2 separate regions of the Mus musculus genome follow, and region 2 is linked to region 1. The links are chromatin contacts, called in public HiChIP or PLAC-seq maps. All regions are on one chromosome and are shown on one strand. The core of a region is the stretch at or near the end of the contact, and the rest is flanking DNA. Distances in the headings are between cores, read along the strand shown. Region 1 has its middle 15 kb from the start of Gm36859. Region 2 has its middle 7.8 kb from the start of Vapb.

Region 1 (6,288 bases), core at 563-3,062:
GTGCAGCTCTGGCTATCCTGGAACTCACTCTGTAGACCAGGCTGGCCTCGAACTCAGAAATCCACCTGCCTCTGCCTCCCAAGTGCTGGGATTACAGGCGTGCGCCACCACTGCCTGGCCTTAGAATTCTTTTTAAATGGACGGTAAAGACTGGCCAGACCACGAAGACCTTGGTTCACACTGGTTCCGCACTTGGTTCCACATGGTAAGCACATAAAACAGTCCAGCCATTTTGGAAGCAGCTGGTGGGTCCTGGAAGTGTAGCCGTGAGATTCGGTGGTTACATGGAGCATAACCATGGGTGTAAACACGTGGAGCCATGGAAAGTTACTGAATGGTGAACTTAAAAGTGATTGTTTACATTATACTAATGGCTCTGTGATTTCTAATAATCAGTAAGACTGGATCACTATCCTGGGAAATCAAAGGGAGGCTATCCCCTGGGTGAGGATGCCAACCTGCCTAAGATCATCTATCTCTACAGCATGGCCTCCAGCCTGTGGGGCTGCTGGGATGGGGACAGTGGGCCTAACAGGAAGTGAGTCCACTCAGGGGCCTGGCCTTGGGGATATTGGTTCACACTCTGAGTGCCACGACATCCCAGAGGCAAACCAATACAGCTGAGCAGCTGAGACTGGCCTCAATGAAAACTACCAACCACACAAACCTTTCCTGCTTTTAAAGTGTTTGCCTCAGGTGTTTCGTCACAGCAACATAACGCTGTCCAACACACCTGTTTCTTCTACGATTTATTGCTGGGTACTAACATCCAACAGCTATTTCATTCCGTAACAGTTCTACGGATCAGAAACCCGACACGGAGCAAGAATCTTCTGGAAAGTCATTCAATCACATACCTGGCTCCTGGGCTGGGTCACATGGACAGGGCCCAGCTGAGTCTGGGTGCCCAAACGCCTGCCCAGGAATAACTCCAGCTCCTGTTTCTTTTGGCACAGTGACCCCAGAGTGCCCAAGTGTCCAGGCAGAACCTCTTTGGCCACTTAAAGCCCACAATGCAGCTGGCCAGCCTCGCTCTTCCAGGCTTGTTCTTCCACATACTAAAGCTCTTGCCTTCCGTTTCCTCTTTTCTCTATAGTGGGACCTTTATTATCACGATGAACTTAGATTAATTAATATTTCCTGTCTTGTCCAGGGGCTGCTAAAGTGGGAGCTTAAAAAACAAAACGTATTGTTTTGTACATAAGACAAAAGAAGCTCAGAGAAGTTAAGCCTCTTGCCTGAGGTCACACAGCTGGGATGCACGGAGCTAGGATTTTAACCTACTGGTCTGGTTCCTCCTTCAGGTTCTGGTCCTCTTACTAGCTGCCTTTCTTTCCAGATAATCACTCACTCTGGGACCCCGAGGCTCTCAACCCCCCTTCTCCTTCCTCTTGCTCTCTGCCACCTCCTCCCTTCTTCTCTCCTCTCCCTGCCTTTCCTCCGGAGAGATCCTAGACTGGTCTTGAGGAAGGTCAGCTTCCTTTGAGCAGACAAAGCTTATTTCGCTGGCTCTGGTTTCTGGAGGAAGCCCTGCTCCCATAGCCTTTAAAATTTATTTATCTAATTAAAAGAAAAAATCTTTCAGCAGCCAACACGCTTGGAGAGTTCATATTTAACCAATAACCCATCAGGCGGGCTGCGGACTCCAGGAGCATCCCGCCTGGGCCCTGGGGGGTGGGGGTGGGGGGGCGGGGAGGGGGAGGGGGAGGCGGGGCAGCCAGAGCATGCATCCACCGCTGAGCTGTCTCTAGCCATGGGCACCCCAGGCAGTGGCAGCCTCCGCAGCCAGCTGCGTTTCCGGCCAGTGAACCTGCCGCTCAAAGTCTCTTTTTTAATTAAGTCTATCTCAGGCGGCCGGAGCACGTGGGCAAACTTCTGTCTACTTCACTGCGACGCCCAAGCATAGCCCCGTTCCCTTTCTAAGAATAGAATCGGGAGATGGAGGGGAGGAAGGAGGCTGGAATCTAAAAATGAATTTGAAGCCCAGAGCAAAACAACCCAGCCCCGAGAAGGGAGAATAAGCTGCATGCAAAAGCGTACACACATACACACACACACACACACACACACACACACACACACACACACACACACACACACTCACACACACACACACACACACACGGGGGGCGGGGGGGGGGATGCTGTCTGCTGCCATCCAGGCGGGACTGGCAGTCAGGTCTGGCACCCTGCCCAAGTGTCTGGCAGGCATGGGGTGGCGGGTGGCACTGTTCATGCCAGGAGCAGCAGCTGGGGATCCCGGGGGAGTCGGGACTGTCTTCTGGGCTGATTGGTTTCCCCAGACAACAGAGGTGAGTCATGGGGTTGTGGGCTGGGCTCAGGGGTGCCTGACAGCCCCAGATGGAGCTCAAAGTTCCAAGGACTCAGAAGCCTGAATGCGTCTTCTAAAAATGGGTTGAGGCTCGGACACTAGGAGATTCCACCCCACTGCGATCTGTAGAGGGAGAAGAATGGGCCGGCGCTGTTCAGGGACACTAGGAGCAATTGATGGCACTCTTAGCTGCTGATAGCATTTCAGCAATGAGGCTATGAAGTGCTTGTCCAGTCTCAAGAAGACATGGTTTTCTCCTCAGCACCTCACAAGAGCAGGCCTGTAACCCCAGAGGTGGGAGGTGGAGGCAAGAGGATTAGAGGCCCAAGGTCACATGCCTGTAACCCTAGCCCTCTGGAGGTGGAGGCAGGAGGATCAGAATTTTAAGGTAAATCCCCTGCTATATATCAACTTTGAGGCCAGTATTGGCTACAAGAAGTCCTCTTCAACCAAACATATACATACACATATGTACATGTGTATACACACACATACAACATTTCAAAAGCAATACTAATTAATCTCGAGGCTACTGTTTTCTGCAAGTTCACCCTGTGCTTGGCACTTCTTTTGAATATTTTGTCTCAGCCTCACAGTGTGTCATGTGTTCTTACCCTACTGTGAGGAAACTGAGCCCTAGGGTTGTGGCAGGCTCTAGTTCACACTCGGGCTGAGGTACACCAGGGTCTGGACCACTGGTACACTGGCTTCAAAGCCTGTGATGGCTCATCTTGGTTGTCAACTTGACCACATCTGGAATTAGCTGAACCCCAAGATGTTAAGCATGCCCGTGGGGGGCGCTTTTAAAATCAGATTATTTGAAGCAGGAAGACCTATTCCAATCTGGGTCACACCTTCTGGTGGCTGCGCACAGAAAAGGACACGGAAGACAGAAGCTTTGCTTTTTGTCCGGCTTGCCCCCCACTCTTTGCTAGCAAGACCATCGATCCTGTTGCTGCAGCCAACACTAAATCCAGTTTCTCCAGGATTCCAACTGAAGTCAAGCAACTCTTCAATAATTTTCCCGACTCCTCAACCAGGCTGCAACAGCTGAGACCCAACCTTGTGGACCAAACGGCTACAGGATTCTCAGTGTTTCTATTGAAAGACAGCCATGTTGGATACACAGGGCCCTTATCTTAGTCAATAAATTCTCTTTTATCGGTTCTATACAAAGCCTCACTCCTTGGCGCCATTGCCTGCACACTGGATAACAGACAGGCTGGTGTGAGCCCCTTGGGACACTCAGGTGTGGCACCAAGCCACTGCATGCCACATAGACAAAAAGTTTCTCTTCTTACTCTTCCCTACTGCCCAGAGAGCAGCTCTGGGTGTCAACTCCATTATCATCACTCCCAGAATCCTCCAGGAGTCCTGAGTCCAAGCCTGGCCTGCGTGGGCAGCACCACCCCACATTGTTCTGTGTCTCATTTTCCCAATGGCAGCTTTCCCTGTAATGAAATGATGAAGAGTTAGAAGTTTGCAAATACCGGTGGATATAGCCATGCCTCATCCACGATTTGCTTTGGAATAATCAGGAATGCTGGGTGAACAAGGTGCAGAGGAAGTGATGTCAAACCTTGAAGAGTTAATATATTCATATAATAAGCAGAGATTTGCCTTCTGCATGACATCATTACAATCCACACAGGTGTGTCCCATTCTCCATACTTTATATTATATGTTTTGCAGTTACCCTAGGGGTGCTGTGGGTAGAACCCAGTCGCTTTCATATATCTGCTAGGCAAGCACTCTATGACTGGTTTGAACCCTAGCACTCCCAAAACTTCTTCTAGTGCAACACAAAAACGTTTTTAGATTGTCATAAAGCAAAAGTTTGTCAGGGGACAGTGGCTGTGACATCGTGTGTAAAATGCAGCTGACAGGTTGGGGCATGACCTAGGCTAGCAGAGGAATCAAGTCAGGACCCTGCCTGTTCCTCCTCAGCACAGCGTGGGACCCTGGTCTGTCTGCTGTGATCCCTGCGGGACTTCTAGGGCAGGGCAGGAAAGGAAGCACACGCCCTTGTCTTCTTTCGGGGATTTCAAAGAGCAGTCCGGCCCACATGCTTCCTACCTCAAATTCCAAACGCGTGAGGAAAAGCAGGCTTAGAGCCGACATCCTTCACAGGCAAGCCTGCTGGTCTTTCTGTGGGGAGGACTCGGGCCTCCTTGTCCACCGAGAATCTAGCACCCAGGAGGGTGACCTCACTCGGAGAACCTTTGACTGGCTGGTCTTCCAGCAGCACTGGAGTCGTGGGCACCCTCAGCCACACCCAGCTTCTTATGCGTGCTGCCTGTTCAAACTCTTAGCCACTGAACCATCTCTCAGTCCCTGCAAAATATTGACCGCATGTTGAAATTTAGATATATTAAGTTAAATATAACCCTTATGGGTATCTTGGTTTTGTTTGTACTGTTTTAATAGAGACTAGGTCCCAGTAAATAAGCCAGGCTGGCCTCAGAATTGCTAACTTCCTGCCTCCGTTTCCCTAGACCTGGGATTGCAGATGTGCGCCATCACACCCAGCTCTGGAGCAGAACTTTAATTATTTCTTCTTCTTCTTCTTCTTCTTCTTCTTCTTCTTCTTCTTCTTCTTCTTCTTCTTCTTCTTCTTCTTCTTCTTCCTCCTTCTCCTTCTTCTTCTTCCTTCTTCTTTCTTCTTTCTTCCTCCTCCTCCTCCTTCTTCTTCTTCTTTTTAATTTATTACTTGTGAAGATCCTATTCTGTGAGACATGATCTCACAGCAGACTTCCTGGTCCCCTGGCTCTTTCAATATCTCTGTCCCTGAGCTTTAAGTACAGGCGTTGTGCTGTAGATGGATCCATTGAGGCTGGTCACATAACAGTCAACTGATCTATGCATTTTGACCAGTCGTAGATCTCTGTAATGGTCTCTGTTGCAAAGGGACGTTTCCTTGATCAGGGGTGAGAGTTACACATATGTGTAAGTTTTAGAATGTAGTTAGAAAGTATGCTGGTTTAGTAACGTGTCAGTAGTAGGCTCTCTAAGATCCATGACCTCACGAGCCCACAGACAGCTGTCTAAGGCGTGGTTTCCCTCCTGTTAGATGAGTTACTACCAAGATACCAGTACCACTACCTCACCTTTAAGGATATCTTCCCTAGCTGGGCATGACTGCGTAGGACTGGTTGTCATAGCTGGGCAGGACTGTGAGCTACTTTTCTCCCCTGAAAGCTTGCATAGCACCACTGGCAGTATAAAAGTTAGTACTCAGGAAGGAGTCTTTCAGGCCATATCCAGCTTGTATCTTTCTTGGCGTCTAGGATCTGAAATGCATGGCGTCTTCAGCAATAGGGACGTACCTTCTGCCTCAGGGAGGCCACCAGGGGCAACAGAAGTAGCCTATACAATTTGGGTGGTTTCTTGGGCTACCCTGACCAACAACTGGGACGTGAGTTACTTATGCTTAGTTCTGTCGTTGTCTGTTGTTTGTTTTTATCTATTAAAGCATAATTTTAAAAAGCATTATTAAAGTGAATTCCACCTGCATTACATTTTTAAACATGGGCACTGGAAATGTTTGAATGAAAATGTATCTAGGGCCATTTTATAGACGAAGACACTGAAGGCACAGAGAGTGGATCAGGACAGGAGGCAGCTCCAGGGATCACCACAGTTACACTTTGCAGTTCCTAGGCCTGTGCGGAGAGCTTCCAATTGCTGGTCGTGGTGGGGTGCATTGGAACCTTGCCTCTCTGGTGGAGCCTGCACAGCTGGAGTTCGGGCCCCACCCCTTTCATACAGCCCCGCCCCTTTCTCACAGTCCCACCCCTCTCCCCGACCCCACTCCACCTGCAGCCTCTGGCCCAGGATCCTGTCTCTGAAAAGGGGACTCTCTGCTGGGGGCGTTTGTACTTTTCCTTGCCTTTCGATTTACCTCAACTGCTCTTTGTATGTTCTAGAACACTCCATCCACTTTCTAGTAGATTCTG
Region 2 (6,406 bases), core at 1,231-3,730, 420 kb before region 1:
TGCCTGCTTCATTACTCCAGAACCACTGCTGTGATGACACCTTCTCAGGGGAATGTCCCACCTTGAGAAGCATCCCTAGACCTGGTGACCAGACTTCTACATCTCTACTCTCTGCCCATGGTCTGTGCTTCTGGCCATGAGACTGTGTTGTTGCTCGTGCACCTATATTCCTGTTCCGAGCAGCTGAGCTCACAGCTGTGTGCCTCTGCTCCTGCTATCCGTTCACCTGTGCTCCTGACTGTGCGTCTTCACTGCACACCTGTATTCTTGACAATGCACCTAGGTTTCTGTTCAGTGCGCTTGTGCTCCTAACTATGCACCTGTGCTCCTGACCATGCACCCCCTGGCCATGCACCTGTGTTCCTGTCTACGCACCTGTGTTCCTGTTCGTGCACCTGTGTTCCTGTTTGTGCACCTGTGTTCCTGTTTGTGCACCTGTGTTCCTGACTATGCACCTGTGTTCCTGCCCATACAACTGTATCCCTGATTAGCACTGCTCCTGTCCATAAATCTGTGCTTCTGACTGTGTCTTTGTGCTCCTGATCATCTCTCAGCCACACGAGTAGACAGCCACATATACTCTTGTGATTCTGATAGATGGTAATGTCCAGTTGACCTGTTACAAGCCTATTAGATCATGGGTGTGATTTTCATCGAGTTTGAAAGGGTTGCCTTTCTATGGAACCCCTGTTTCTCTGGCTGTGATTTAAGCTGGGAGTACAAAAGCTGGCGCCTGCCATTTGCTTCCCACAGTTGCCCCATGGCCTCCGAATAGCTGTCCCTCCCCAGGTCCTCCAGTCCTCATTGCTCCATCATCACAGCAGTTGCAGGGCTCTCCACATCTGTGGCAGATGACTATGGCATGCAATTGGCAGTGATATCGGTACCCGGTGTTTCATAGGAAACTGGCTTCGTAGGAGCCAGAATAACTCCCATTTGTAGTGTTAAGATCTCTGCAGCATCATCAGTCAATGTCAGTCAAGCCAAGTAGACGGTAGATGTGTTTGGTTGGCTCTCATTAGCTGTGTGGAGCCCTGTTGGTGTCCAGCTCAGCCAGGCCCTGTTCCTAAAGCCACACAGGAATCTGGAGGAATCAAAGGTGGAGCTCCAGGAGATACTGCCATCCCTAGGCCAAGGGAGACTGTGAAAGAGACAGGAGTCTGAGACCCTAAAAGAGAGCTCAGAGGAGCCTCAAGGAGGTGGACAGAGCCCCAAGAAAGAAGTCTGGCTAGGGCCTTGTTGCTTGCTACAGGAATGCCCTGAGGCTATAATGCACCACTCTTCCTAGGAAGATGAGAACCAACACCCATTCATCCCCAATAGCATACAAAAGGCTAAAGAAATACTAAAGAAATGACTCTACTACTCTCTTCTTGCAAGTTCATCCAGTGACCCACGCACGTAGTTTAGAGGGTTTGCGCACGGGAGCAGAGATGAGGGGTTACATGGATGGCTCAAGACTACCACAGCATGAGTAACAACCCAGGGACGCTGCATCCCTGGAGCTAGCGGTCCAGATTTTAGGCAGCCCCATTGAAAAAGCTCCTCTCGCTCAGCAGGTCCTCGGTATCTGTAACGTTAGGGCCTTGCGAATCTTACACCTTTCTGACCTTCCTGCGGGTTGTAAGGTTTATGGGCCTTCTGAACCTTGTGTGTTTCCTGAATTCCACCAGACTGCCTTCTCCCCCCAGGTGGAACTGCTTCAATGTAGAGGGGGAACCCCACACAATAGGTTACTTCTGGGATTATAAGAAACATCAGGAGACTGTGACGCTATGCTGCTGGATAAAGGGCCATTGCTAAATTGACAGTGACAGACACGAGCAGCAAGTCTTCCCGGTGCCCTCATTCCTCATTCCTGCTGTGATGGCTTTCTTAAGTACCTGTCCTGGTGGGACATGTCGGGAGCCTTACCTGACAAGAAATGGCAGTTGCAAACCCACAGAGAGATACCAGTTCCCTGTCTCCCACCCACTTTCCTTTCTTTAAACATGATAAACATTTTTTTAAAAAAATCTGAGAGCGTGTCTTGCTATATAACTTGGTTTGTGCTCTCCATTCCTCTGCCTCAGCCTCCTGAGTCCTGGAATTATAGGGGTGGAGCTGACATTGCAATTACTGACTGCCCTGTAGCTAAGCAGCCGCGAACCTCCCTCACAGCCTCAGCAACAGCCGGTTGTCTTCTTTCTCTTGCACTGGCAAAAGCCTGATGGTGACTCTCATTTGTGGGCTCTCGTTGCTGCCGTCCATCACACTGAGCAGGAATGTGAGGGGCTGGTCTCATCGTCTCCATGGTGAGGAGCCAGGGATGATTGCTGGTTCTCAGCTTGTGTGAGCGAAAGCTCCTGAATAGAAGCTGTGTCTGCAGAGACTGACGGGCTAATTAGAATCTCAGCAATGAGGGGAGATTGGAATGTTGCAGGTCCAAAGGCTACCCGCTTTATCTCAGGCTAGTTCTAGGCCTTTGGAACAGCCACTCCTTCTCTGTGTGTGTGTCAGAAATAACATCCTGTGACTCATAGGTAAAGACTGTTTAGAATCTAGTAACCTAGCTGACTGCTAGTTTCCATCAATCGAAGAGCTAAGCGTGTTTCAGATGGCACCATGAGCCTATAGAAAAATCTTCCCTCATCTCACTGTGCCTGCCTCCCTGATGGACTCAGCAATGTATTTTAGCCTTGCTCTGATCTATGCCTTTCTTTGTTCTGTAAAACTATATAAAAAAACAAAAACAACAACAACAACAAAAAAAACCACCTCATGAAGCTGCTTACACACTGGGGTGTGGAATTTGGGGTAAGCTACCTCTGTGTGCCCGAGCCACCTCCACTCATGATGGCTTTGAAATGACAGTTCCTTTAGATTCCTTACTCTCTCTTGTGATGATGCTTGCTCTCTCCTTTCATATACTCCAGGCACCCAGGCCACAGAATGGTTCACCTATGCTAAGACTGGGTCCTACCTCATTTGGCCCGTTAGAAGCTCCTTCACATGAGTACTCAGAGGTTTGTTTCCTAGGTGACTCCAGAGCCTGTCAAGTTGATAATATTAAGCACTGTGGACAACAACTGCAAGTTTGGTGGTTGTTTTGTTATTGTTGATTTTTAAAGTAATTTTTAGGTGTGTGTGTGTGTGTGTGTGTGTGTGTGTGTGAGCGAGCGAGCGTGGTTTTATGCACATGAGTGCAAGGATCCTCAGATGCCAGAGGTATCAGATCCCTTTGAAGTTGGAGTCTCAGGTGGTCGTGAGCCCCTTGACATGAGTGCCGGGAATTGAACTTGGGTTCTCGGCAAGAAAAGCATGTGTTCTTAACGGCTGAACTATCTTGGCAGCCCCTGGCATCTTTTCTGAAGACAGTGGCAGGCTTAAGAAGTCTCTGTGCTTTGTTATTAGTCATCATCTGTCTTAGGCAGGTCTCCAGTGAGAAGGAAAGTGGGAGGAAAGGAAATACAAAAGGTACAGTTGAGAAGAAAAAGGGAGCAGAAGGAAGTTTAAGGCCAAAGCCAGAGCTTGTGTTGAAACACGTAAGGGGATTGGGGGGACGCAGGGGGCTGATCTGAGATTGAGAGAAGAGAGAGAGAGCCCTCAAGATTCCCCCCAGATAAGTTCAGAAAAGACTTTGGATTTGTAAATTGTGTTGAGACTGTGGAAGACTATCAGGACTTTTGAAGTTGGCCTAGGTACATTTTGCGTTATGATATGGCTAGGAGCCTATGGTGTCCAGGTAATGGGATGTGATAGTTTGAATGACGATGCCCCTCATAGGCTCATAGGGTTGAATACTTGGTCCATAGTCGGTAGAACTGTTTGGGGGAGGATTAGGGGGCATGACCTTAGGGGGTGTGGTCTTATTAGAAGTGGTACATCACTGGGGGCAGGCTTTGAGGTTTCAAAAGACTCAGAACATTCTCTTCCCCCTTCTCTCTCTCTCTCTCTCTCCTTCCCTCTCTCCCTCATGGTTGTGGATCAAGATATGAACTCTCAACTGTTCCTTTACTTCACTGTCATGGACTCTAACCCTCTGAACCTGTAAGCCGAACTAAACATTAAACAAATTAAGCCAAACTAGAACATATAAGTTGCTCCCCCCCACCAGCCATGCTGTTTTATCACAGCAGTAGAAAAGTAACTCAGACGTTGTTCACACAGATGTGTGTTCTTGTTCCGAGGTTCAGTCCCATGTTCATTATACCATTCCATCCCTAAGACAACGGAGGTTCTTGGGAGAGAAAGAATGACTCATGGTCCAGGGAAGGAATATAGGAGACAAGCCTTGAGATAACAGACAGGACTGGGGAGCAAGGACAAAGCTGAAACAGTGGGAACAAAGGCCAGCTGAAGGAGATCCTAATGGCCAAAGCTTAGAGGGTCTGAGTAACAAAATCACATGACATAGCTACGGAGCTTAGCAGGAGCTGCAAAAAGACATAGCCTTTTGTGGGCATTAAGCCAGCCTGGGCTACATAGTAGACCTTGTGTCAGAAATTAGATATATGCAAATATATACATATATGTGAATATATGTATATGGAAATGGCAGTCAATGCCAAGTCTGATGGGCTGAGTCTGACCCTTGACCTCTGACCCTGTATCCTGGGACCTACATGATGGAAGGAGACAACTGAGTCGAGTAAGCTGTCTTCAACCTCTACCCTGCCACCTCCACCTCACCTATCAGTCAATAAATCAACAAATAATGATTCAAAAACAAAACAAAAGTAAAAAAGAAAATAGACTTGTATCTGTAACTATACAAATAAATAAATGGCCAGACAGAGCCTGGTTTCTACACCTCGGGCCGTGTAGCTGAAAGTGGCCTTAGGAAAATGTTGGCAATAGTAAGGATTCCTGAGTTCAGAATCAGATGCAAAATGAATGCAAAGTGTTTTGTCATGGGACCTTACTCCAGCCTTGGTTCTGAGCGCGGGACACCCACAGTTTAGCTCTTCACAAGCTAAGGCACTGGTCACTGCTGCTCACATAACCTGAGATGGTGCCTCAGATTTGAGACTATGAAATGTTACAAGTTTCAGTGCTTTTACTGTATGCATAAAAAAAATTGTCTGCTCTTGTAGAAAGAGAATGGCTTGATTAGGAAAAACAATATTTAATATATTCTAATGTCACTCCTCAGCCTGTAAGTGTCAAATTAATATATGCTTGGATTGTATTGTGCTAGAATGTTTGATTTTAAAAATTGCTATCTCTCACACACATGCAGATGTATGTATATAAGTATGTATGTATGTATGTATGTATGTATGTATGTCTGGTTTTGCGAGACAGTCTTATATAGCTCAGGCTGGCTTCAGACTAACTGTGTGGCTGAGGCTAGCCTTGAATTTCTGAGAATGTCACCTCAGCCTCTGAAATGCTGGGATTATGGGTATGGACCACCAGGCCCTACAAAATGAACAAATAAATAAATCTAACGCTGTCTGATTTGCTGACTTGTGTGTTATGGGAATTGTTGGCAGTCACGATAGGTCAGCAGGCAAAAGCATTTGCAGCCAAACCTGAGGTCATTCCACGGTGCCCACGCCATAGAAGAGACGACTCACACATGCCATCCTCTGATTTCTGCATGCTACTGTGCACACACATAAGCATGTGCACACATGTGCGTACATGTGCACATTCACGCAAATGCTTGCACAGAGCAAATGGATGTAATGAAGAAATTTAAAATTTGTTAGGTGTAGTGATGCACCCCTTTAATCTTAGTGCTCAGGAGGCAGAGGCAAGCAGATCTCTGTGAGTTCAAAGCCAGCCTGGTCTACAGAGTAAGTTCCAGGACGGCCAGAGTGAGACTCTGTAAGCCAGGTGTAACTGCTCATGTCTCTAGTGCCAGCATGAGGGAAGATGAAGCAGGAAGTTTGTCATGACTGTAATCGAGAGCCCCAGACCAGTCTGGGCTCCAGAGTGAGATCTTGTCTTCAAACAAATGGAACCACAAACATTGCTAAGTGAATTCTGACTTGAGATTAGGACAGACTTTCCAATGGCTTCAGAAATGACCTTAGACAATCTTCTACCATCTGATACTCAGCAGTTATGTGAAGCAGTGTTCTCAGAATTGACAATTATGACATCAAAATATCAATCCATTCTGAGAAAAACAATCTGCAAATACTTGTCCACTCCATTCTTTTTTTTTTTTTTTTTCTTGAGACAGGGTTTCTCTGTGTAGCCCTGGCTGTCCTGGCACTCACTATATAGACCAGGCTGGCCTCGAACTCAGAAATCTGCCTGCCTCTGCCTCCCAAGTGCTGGGATTAAAGGCATGCACCACCACGCCCAGCCACTCCATTCTTTAAAAAGTCAGAGGACAACATTTAGGCGTTTTCTTCTTCCATTGTATGAGTTCTGGGGAGGGAACTCAGGTCATCAGGATTAGAGGCCAGCA

The links. HiChIP or PLAC-seq counts read pairs in DNA pulled down with a chosen protein or histone mark.
Region 2: a contact with region 1 is called in a FOXA1 HiChIP or PLAC-seq map of pancreatic cancer cells. The contact joins two enhancer-like sites. A contact is called at or near these places in 1 of 115 datasets of contacts at active chromatin or transcription factors (pancreatic cancer cells) and 1 of 9 other capture datasets (liver).

Annotation. Positions count from the first base shown.
Region 1 is chr2:173,303,290-173,309,577 of GRCm38.p6, reverse strand. No RefSeq gene overlaps it. Among named protein-coding and RNA genes, the nearest start is that of Gm36859, 15 kb to the right of the region's middle. Within about 2 kb of position 1,812, at least 147 of the 459 cell types and tissues checked have an H3K27ac peak or open chromatin away from gene starts, as enhancers often do. A contact at or near this core is called in pancreatic cancer cells, where this site is marked.
Region 2 is chr2:173,726,600-173,733,005 of GRCm38.p6, reverse strand. No RefSeq gene overlaps it. Among named protein-coding and RNA genes, the nearest start is that of Vapb, 7.8 kb to the left of the region's middle. Within about 2 kb of position 2,480, at least 110 of the 459 cell types and tissues checked have an H3K27ac peak or open chromatin away from gene starts, as enhancers often do. A contact at or near this core is called in pancreatic cancer cells, where this site is marked.